Regions from separate parts of the Ovis aries genome. Here region 2 is linked to region 1. The links are chromatin contacts, called in public Hi-C maps. All regions are on one chromosome and are shown on one strand. Each heading gives the region's core, a stretch centred on a gene start, on an enhancer-like site or on the middle of the called end of the contact. The rest is flanking DNA. Distances are from core to core; before and after follow the strand shown. Region 1 overlaps UBAP2 (ubiquitin associated protein 2). Region 2 holds the start of UBE2R2 (ubiquitin conjugating enzyme E2 R2).

Evidence for each region. Hi-C and Micro-C count contacts between places; a contact is called where the count stands out from the background.
Region 2: a contact with region 1 is called in a Hi-C map of liver, with 3 times the contacts expected there. The contact joins the promoter of UBE2R2 here to the enhancer-like site in region 1. A contact is called at or near these places in 3 of 16 Hi-C or Micro-C datasets (hypothalamus, liver and muscle).

What each region holds. Positions count from the first base shown.
Region 1 is chr2:37,582,467-37,586,911 of ARS-UI_Ramb_v3.0, reverse strand. It overlaps UBAP2 (ubiquitin associated protein 2), which reads right to left. Exons shown (of 28, transcript XM_060409145.1): 22 at 2,846-2,924; 23 at 2,421-2,626; 24 at 2,059-2,158; 25 at 1,868-1,975; 26 at 1,645-1,712; 27 at 1,371-1,562; 28 at 365-1,272. The coding sequence ends at 1,177. Among named protein-coding and RNA genes, the nearest start is that of UBE2R2, 100 kb to the left of the region's middle. Within about 2 kb of position 3,036, at least 17 of the 54 cell types and tissues checked have an H3K27ac peak or open chromatin away from gene starts, as enhancers often do. A contact at or near this core is called in hypothalamus and liver, where this site is marked.
Region 2 is chr2:37,686,276-37,691,056 of ARS-UI_Ramb_v3.0, reverse strand. UBE2R2 (ubiquitin conjugating enzyme E2 R2) reads left to right here and starts at 1,985. Exons shown (of 4, transcript XM_042243095.2): 1 at 1,985-2,755. The coding sequence starts at 2,579.

The DNA.
Region 1 (4,445 bases), core at 1,787-4,286:
GTGTTCTCAGCTCTTACCTTTGGTTGGAAAAGAAATTACCCTGCTCGTCCCCTAGGTCTGTTACAGAGTTGCAAGAAAAGCAAAGGTAACGGGCAATGTCTGCTATGTCAGCGAGGTTAGCTACCAATGTCTGCTAGGTTAGCTACCTTGTCAGCTGTATCCTTTACCTTTGCCATCTCCCTGAATGCTGACTGGAGCAAGAGAAGGGCCCAGCAAAGCAAAGAATACCCAAATACCCACTGAAGCCCTGATGACCTATTACCAGAAGACGTGAGTTCTGCTTCAACCCTGTGAAGTCGGGGCACTGTAATAAAGACGCCTCTGCCCTGACCCGTCCTTCAGTCACACCATACAAGAGACCAAGCATGCTCTCAGAACTTTATTAGGTGGAGTTTGGGCAAAAGAGAAAACCTCCAGAATAGTCACCCTCCTGGTTCAGGACAACTGGAATAGAGGAGCCTTTGCTGAAGATGTGCTCTCACCAAAATGAAAGCATATCTGATTTTTTTTTAAAGGGGGGAGCTGACTGGCTGAATATCTGAGCGCAAATTCAGAATTAAGAATGGTCAGCCAGAGGAAGGCAAATCTGGGGACAAGACCAGACGCCCCTGCTCTCTATGGAGACAAATAGGTGCCACTTTCATGTTGGGTGGGGGGTATATCTCTGCTATTCCCAGATCAAGATTTGGAGGGAGGGGAACATGACAAATGACAAAAGGACCAGTTTCTCAAAAAGTGAGGGAGAAAGTAATTACACAGGGACAAAAACTCAAATAATGGTTTACAAGGGAGCGAGATAAATCGTGATTCTTCATTGGTGCCTGACCCTAGTACCCGAACTGCCCTAAGCCAGCCCCTCCAGACACTGCCCGTGCAGGGGGCTATGGAGAAGGCCTGAGGCAGAGGGGAGGGGGCGCTGCTTTTGCTACAGCAAGAAGGGGCTTCAGTGGGGAGAGTAGCAGCTGCTCCCCACTCCCCTAAGACTTGTATCACATTTACAAATACGTACATAAATACATTACATACAATAGCAAGTCTGGGAGGCAGGCTCCCCCAGAGAGACTCGGCTGACACAGTTACATGTCTCAGGAATTCTAGGAAAGGGCACCGGGCTCCCAGAGAAATGGGCTCCATGTGTTTTCTCCTGCCCAGGGGAAGCCCGCCCCACTTCGGGGTTCAGTTTGTCCAGTATGGAGAGTTGCCGTAGGCAGGTTTGGAGGCTTGTGACTTGGGCTGCAGTGAGCTAGGCTGGTTGCGCTGACCGGAGCCGCTCTGAGGAGGAGGAGAGAAGGTGGTCAAGGCTGCAGCGGACCACCATCACCCCCACCTGGGTGCGCAGGGCCAGGTAGCCGCTGCCTCCGACAGCTCACCTGAGCATCCTGCGGGAGGTGGTGGTGCAGCAGCTGCGAGGGAGGCTGCTGGTGTGCGGGCAGGATGTGCAGGAACGGCGGGGGCGCGTACCCGGGCGCTGCTCCAGGGGCCAGGGGCCCGGTAGAGCCCAAGGCTGAGGGCAAGCTGAATGGGGGTGGAGTCCCTGCATGAAATCCCTGCTTGTCAAATGTCTGCAGGGCAGAGAGACAACAGTGAGGGCCGGCCAGGCGGCACCTGCCCGAGCCTGGCCCTCCAGCGCCAGGCCCCGCTCACCTGAGTCTTGTTGTAGACAGACCCAGTCATATCAGGAAGGCCAGAGGTGCTCGAAGTCGCCGACACTCCTGGAAGGAAAAGCGGTGGGTGGTTCCCATGGCAGCAGGGCCCAGCTCCAGTCTCCCCCACCTCCAGAGGCCCTCTGGGGTGGCCTCGCCTGAGGAGTCAGGGTGGGAGACAACTGCTTTGGGCCTCAGTCCCGGATGGAAGGGAGTGATGCTACCTTTGCCAGGCCCAGAGCCTGTAGCCTTGTTCTGTGTCTGTGATGATCCACCATAGCCACCCTTGCTGTAGTCTCCGGCTGCAGTGCCGGGGGTCAGGTCGTCATAACCTAGCGTGGCAGGGACAAGAGGCGTGTGTGAGCTTGGTGAGCCAGTCCTGCCCGTGCCTCTCTGGGCTGGGAGCGCCCCTCACCTGTGCCGTAGCTGTGCTGGCCGTAACCACTGGCCTGCTGGAAAGGGGTGCTGGGGGTGCTGAGGCTCACACCATGCTGCTTAGCTGAAGCCGGAGGGACCTGGGTGAGGGAAAAGCAGCAGAGGCATTAGTGGAGAACAGAGTGAGGGGAGAAGGTCGCCCAGCTCAGCCTCGGGCAGCAGGTGGCACAACCACCAGGAACGTGTCATTACTAGTGCCACACCCGCTAGGTCTCCAAGTAGATGAAACAGGAACCCCAGCCTTGACCCATTCTTCAAGGCCAGGTGAGCCCAAGTGGGGACCTGTCCCCCCTCCCTGCTTCTGCTCCCTGGAGCTGGAGGAACACCCCCACCGATACTCACAAACATGGTGGGCCCATACTGGAAGGCACTGGGCACGCCTGTGTAGTAGGGGAGGCCAGTGTAGCTGTAGCCAGGCGGCAGGGCGGGACTCAGAAAGGGCTGCTGAGCTGTGTGGTGGGCCTGGGACTGGCTCTGCTGTGGCTGAGCCAGGGTGGTGGGGGGTGCAGGGGACGCAGAGTCACCTCGGCCAAACTTGGTGACATCACCTAGGGGAACAGGGGCACTGATGCAGTCCCCACCCCTCATCCCAGCAGGAGGAAAAAGTCAGACAGGCCCCTGCAAATAGGAACAGGGCTGGCTGCTGGCTCAACAACAGGAAGCTGGCAGGTCTCTGCAGCCCTTCCATTTGTTTCCAGGCTCCTGGGATGGGCCACGGGCCAGCCCTTTGAGCAGCCCCTACTCCTAACCCCCTGAAGACGACTAACCTGAATACGGGTTATTAGTGAGGCTCCCATCTCGACTGGCGAGGGCTGGGGGTGTAGCGAAAGGGATCCCATAGTAATCCTAGGAGAGACCAGAGGCTCGGTCAGCGGAATGGCCTCACCCGTTCCTAGGACTGAGGGCCCGGCAGGCAGCTGGGTGCTCCAGGGAAGGCCACGTTCCTGACTGGACCACCAGAGGGCAGCACTCGGGAAATAAAAACAAATGGTGCCCTTTAGAGTTGTGGTAGCCACGCAGCACGCAGACTCACTGACCAGTCCCTCAGCCTTCCCCGGCAGAGCCACTGGATCCCAATCACACAATATGATCCTGGGCTGAAGATGCTGTGGATTTCCTTGGAGATTTCCTGGCAATAAAGCCAGTGGATCCAGAGGAGGGTGTGGGTGCTTTTCCGGGACACTGCTGCCTATGAGGAAAGCAGGAGGGCTTTCCCTCAGCTCAGAGGCCCCAGGTGCAGAATGTCGAGGACTGGCAAAGCCCTGGGTGTTAAGGGTCAGGGCGGGCCTCCCCTCCTCCACAGGGCTTCACTGTGTTTCACCTCTGCGCACACACTTCGAGCTCTTGTGCAGTGTCCGGGCTGTTAGGATAGAGGGCTGGTCTCTCCTAGCTCAGGACTGACGTGTGCCTGCCTGTAATTGCTGCCCTGACCTGTTAAACCCTTGAGGCTCCTCCTCCCCCCCTCAGGTTTCTACTTGTCCAGGTAACTTTCCTAGCTGTCCATTAGAGTCCCTCTCACTGGAGAAGGCACTGAATTCATTTGGCCCATGACCCTCAGCAGCATCCACCTGTGACATAAAATGGCTGAGAGGAGGGGGTGCTAGGAAAGCACAGCTGGTACGGTTCAAGTGGGGACAGGCCTGCAGGAAACCCAGGAGGCGGTGCTCTTTCACAGAAGAAAACCCGAAGATGGAAACGAGCAAAAACACACCAGAGCCTAGGAAACGACCAAGGGGAAAGAGAAATCTCTACCTCGAAAGGCAGGCTTACAAGCGATTTCTTCTAAGGCACAAAAAGATGAACGGAGTATGAAGCAGGACGACTCCCGGGCCTGGAATCCCACCAAGCCACTCTGAGTGGCCTGACCCAGCGCCACACAGACTCGTCTTTCAGAACCAGCTCCCACGTTCCATCCCTGAGGCCCTGGGGCTGCGAGGTTTCCTGAGTGTCAGGAGGACCTGGGCCGCGTTTCCTGATTTCCCTGCGAAGCCCTAGGGCTTAAGGCATCCCCAGAAACCCCAAGTTCTGTTTTACACCATAGAAATCTGCCAGGACGTCCTCAATACCTTTCTGGGCCCTCTGGGGATGTGGGCAGAAAGCCCCACAGGCCCTCAGGCAGTAGCATGGGTTTGCAGTGGCTGCTGGTTTGCACACTGGGGAAGAGCAGCCCAGCTCCAAGCCTCAGGAAATACTCCAGCAGATGAAAGAGTCTCCCAAGAGAAACAAGCTTCAGCCACTGGGCCCGGTGCCCACAGCTCCCTAAGCTCTCTGCGGTCAGCCCAGAGCAGGCAACACTACTTGTGGAGGCCACCTCACCCTGCACAGAGTGTCGGGGTTGGGGGGCAGGGGGCACTCCACTCCAGTCTT
Region 2 (4,781 bases), core at 736-3,235, 110 kb before region 1:
TTTTCTAGGCAAGAATATTGGGGTAGGCTGCCATTTCCTCCTCCAGGTGATCTTCCTGACCCGAGGATTGAACCAGCATCTGGTTCAATGCATTCACAGGCAGATTAGGATTCTTTACCACTGAGCCACCTGGGAAGCCCAAACTCCAGTTTAATCATGAGAAAAACATCACAAATTCTACCTGAGGGATATTCTAAAGTATACTTGACCAGTACTGTTCAAAACTTCCAAAGTCATCAAAAACAAGGAAAGTCTGAGAAATTTTCATAGTTAAGAGGAGCCTTAATAAAATATGAAAACTAAATATAGGAAAAAAAAAATAGTATCTAGGATGGGATCCTGGAAGAGAATAGGGACATTAGGTAAAATCTAAGGAAATGTGAGTAACTAAAATTTTAGTTAATAATATATCAACATTGGTTCATTAATTGTAATAAATGTACTACACTAATGTGAGATGTTAATAAGGGGAAATTGGATGCCAAGTATATGGAAATTATCTGTACTATTTTCTCTGCTTTTTTTTTTTTTAAGTCTATTAAAAAATGGAGGGGGTGGTAACCAGAATATAACTATGCCTTAAAATTTTTTTAATTTTTTAAATTTTAATTTTATTTTTTTACTTTACAATACTGTATTGGTTTCGCCATACATTGACATGAATCCACCACAGGTGTACATGAGTTCCCAACCCTGAATCCCCCTCCCATTTTTTCTTAAAGTTCCTATTTATGGAGTGTTTACCATATGCTGGTCATTGTGCTAAACTCTGTACATGGATGATTTAATTTTTATAATTGTTTATATGTTAGGCATAATTAACCTCTTTTACAGAAGCTGATGAAAAGGAAGTGGTAATATAATATAAATGGTGGAGCCAGGATTGGAACCAGGGATGTTTCTGATCCCAGAATTCTAAATGTGTGGAACTCACAGTATCCTGCCTTTTCTAGAAAATGTTCAGTTTTCATAGGACAGGCCTTCCAAAGAGAAACAGGGCCTAAATTATGGGATTGTAGACAATTTCCACATCTCACTTCACTCATGATTATTTTCAAAGAACCCCAGGTCTAAGATCTGCAGGGGGTCAAAGTTCAACCAAGTACCTCATTTTACAAATGGGTAAATGGAGGATAGCCACAGCATTTGTCCCAAATCACACAGCAAGGGCCAAGAACCCAGGTTCAGTCTGTATGATTATTTCTCTTTTTATTTCCCACAGCTTCCTCTTTGTAGTTAAGGGAAGTAGAAACTGACCTATCTGCTTTCCCCATTTCTCGGATGGGAAACTGCACTTCAACCCCCTAAGTTGGCAACACGCTGCTCTCCAAAGACACAATGGCATGAGGACTGGATCCGTAGAAATGTCAGGACGCTTGTTCCCAACGACAAAACCCGCACTGTCAGCACATCCTTGTCAAGCACCTACTGAGTGCTGGGACGACAGACCGTGTGTTACGGCGGGGTGGGGAGGGGACGTTAGGCCTGTAGAGGATCAGGGCTCTTAGGAAGACAACTGCGGGAGGCCTGAGGGTACAAGTAGGGGGAGGAGGGCGATGACAGCTCTAGGACAGAGGTCCCTTCCGGGGCGCGCCTTTGGAAACGTAACGTCAAGCCGCACAACCATCATTTTGGGGACAAGGGCACCCCCAGGGGCCACCCTCAAACCCCGGCCTCACCGTCACCCCCCACTGCCGCTTGGCCCTTTAAGGGCGGGGGACGCGCGCCGGCGTCACAAAGCGCCGCCACCTGGCGGGGTGGTGGAGAGGAGGCGGGGAAGTGGGAGGAGTAGGAGGGGGAGGAGGGAGAGGAGGGCGGCAGGGGCAGAGGAGGTGGGGAGGGAGAGGAGGGAGGGAGGGGCGCGCGCACGCGCGTCGCGTCGCTCGCCGCCTAGAGCCGCTCTCGGCCAAGAGCCGCCCTCCCTCCCGACGCGCGCCCCTCCTCCCTCCCGACGCGCGCCCCTCCTCCCTCCCTTCTTCTTCTCAGCTTCGTCGCTCCCGCGGCGCGAGGCGCTCTCGCTCTTCTCCTCCTCCTCCTCCGCCGTCGCCCCTCCCCCCGCGCAGCCGCCGCCGCCGCCGCCGCCGCAGCCGCGAGACCCCCGCGTGTCGCGCTTCCCCCGCCCTTCGGCCCCTCGCGCCCTTCGGCCCCGGCGGCCCCCGAGGAGAACAAGAGAGCGAGCGAGCGCGGCGCTCCCGGGCCATCCCGGCCCGGTCTCCTCACCGTCGCCGGCCTTTCGCCGCCTTCCTCCGCTTCCACCTCTTCTCCCCCCCCCACCGCCAACCAAGTTGAGGCCCCCTCCGGGGGGGGGAGGCCCGAGACCCGGAGCGAATTTCAACTCTCTCCACCCCTCCCCCCACCCCGGCCCGAGTGTGAGGAGAAGGGCCCGGCCCGGCCCGCGTCGTGTGTGAGGAGGAACCGGGCCGGCCCACGGGCCGTGTGGGGCCTGGTCCGGGCCGCCGGGTGTGTGAAGACAGGGGCCCGGAGCGGCCCGGCAGAGGGAGAGCGGAGGGGAGGGGCCTGGTCCGGCCCGGCTGGTGCGTGAGGACTGGGGCCCCGGCCCGGCGCCGCCGCCGCCGCGATGGCCCAGCAGCAGATGACCAGTTCGCAGAAGGCCCTGATGCTCGAGCTGAAATCCCTGCAGGAGGAACCGGTGGAGGGCTTCCGGATCACCCTGGTGGATGAATCCGACCTCTACAACTGGGAGGTTGCCATCTTCGGACCCCCTAACACGCTCTACGAAGGCGGCTACTTCAAGGTACCCGCAACCCCGCTCAGGCTTCCCCGGGCGGAGGCCGCAGTTTTCGGCTGTTTTCCCGGCCGAGAGTGGGAGCGCGGGGGAGCGGAGGGGGCTCCTCACCTCTGCAGCCCCCTCCCCCCATCCGTGGAGGCAGGAAGGCCTCGCTTGCTCACCCGGTGCCTTTTCTTTGTCATGGGGGCGGGGGCGGGAGGCCAGCCTGCACCGGGAAATAGGAAAGCCTCTGTGGCTAGGGTAGTGGCTACCGGAGGAGGAGGGGGGAGGTCTTTGTTTTGTTTCCCCCGCCGAGGGTGTACGGAAAGAAAGGGATCCCCCACGGCCTCCCATCAGAACCATCTCTGCGCCGGCTGGAACTACCCCAGAGGGCAGAGTGACCTGCACTTACGGGATTGGACCTTTTTTTGGGGGTGGGGGGGTGGGGTAGGAGGGTGGGGGAGGGGTATCGGCCTGTCATTCCAGAGGCTGCCTACTGACCTGACATTTTGGGGATTTGAGGGCTTCTTGCATATAGTGGTGGTTCCAACTTCGCATTCCAGTGGGTGGTAATGGAGAATAGGACCCTAGGGGTGGTAAACAAGGGCGCCTGCGTTTTCTTGCCATCAGCCACTTGAGGGAACTCGAATTTAGCCCTCTTTCTGTCCTCATTTTCTATTTACTTCAATGCTGTTTCAAAATGCCCTTTGTCCTCACCCTGCCACCAACTTTACTGCACTCACCCCCGCCTTCCCCGGCCTCCCGTGTAGAAATATCCACTGAGGGCGGAACATGTTGTATAGGGAGATTGATGATTTCCCACTTCAGGGAGACAAAATTGAAACCTTTTGCTTAGATGGCTAACTCTAGCAAACGGGGAGAGGGGGGTGGTCTCACAGGTGAAGAGTGACATCTGCGGTGGGATGGTTTCACAAAGTAGGACCGATCCTTAGCGACCGTAGTTATACTTTCTATTGTTTTCCAAGATGTTAGAACAGTGGTTTTTATCATTCCTGAATCCAGTAGTTTTTTCAGTTTCCAAATAGATAGTTGGAAATATTGAGGGTCTTTTGTTTTTGTTTTTATTTAACCATTTTTTAAGGGGAAAATCACAGATTGAAGGTCGAAGTTTTAAATGATGGGGGACAGAGAGGAAATGAGTACTTAAGAATTCTTTTAAGTTAATTTTTTTTATTTCCAAAATTAAGTAAAATAGGTCTGTGAGTCAGTCTTAGTTTGTTTTGAAGGGAGGGGCTATCTTGGCATAAGTTTTAAATGAGTATCTTAGTCATGTAGTTACGTGTGTTTTTAAGGACTGCCCAGTTAGTTTAGTTTCTACTCTTCTAAAGGTAGAAGCCTCAGTTTCAGGCTTGAGATTGGGTCTGTTTTGTATAAATGTGAAGAATTGATTGTGGAATGTTTACTATTCATGTCTGTGATAGTCACTTAATAGCTGATTAGAAGCATGCGTTTAGTATTTAGAATATTGTATATACCAACCATACACTGTACTCTTCAGAGGAAAATACTTGCAAAATCTACTGGCTAATTTTAGTGAAATGAAGTTTAATTTCTAAAAAGTATCATTATTTGGGACAATCACTTGTCAGGATAAATGGTTACTAGTTAGAATTATCTTACTCCTAGGCAATGCATTAAAAACAAACAACAACAAACAAAGGAAATAATGGGTTTAAAATGGTAATAGTTTTGCTTAGGTAATTGAGAATGGAGTGTGGTGAACCCTCTCAGTTTGGCATAGGTAATATGGAAGGAGGATTCCTTGAAGCATGCACTGATTTAAATTAACTGCTTTTTAAATTCAATCTTATTTAAAAAGAATCTCGTTTTGTTGTATGTTTAGATGTATATTTTTTTACTTTTGTGACATGTAAAAAATGTATGAAAATTCTTAAACAGATTTGGTGTTTTAGTGGTATGTGAGAATTTTGTTCAATTTTGTTCTCGTCTTCCTTTTTTTTTTCTTTTTTAAATGGCTTTTTATTCCAAAGTCTTTCATTGGAAAAGGCAAATTTATGGTCATGAGCAGTTA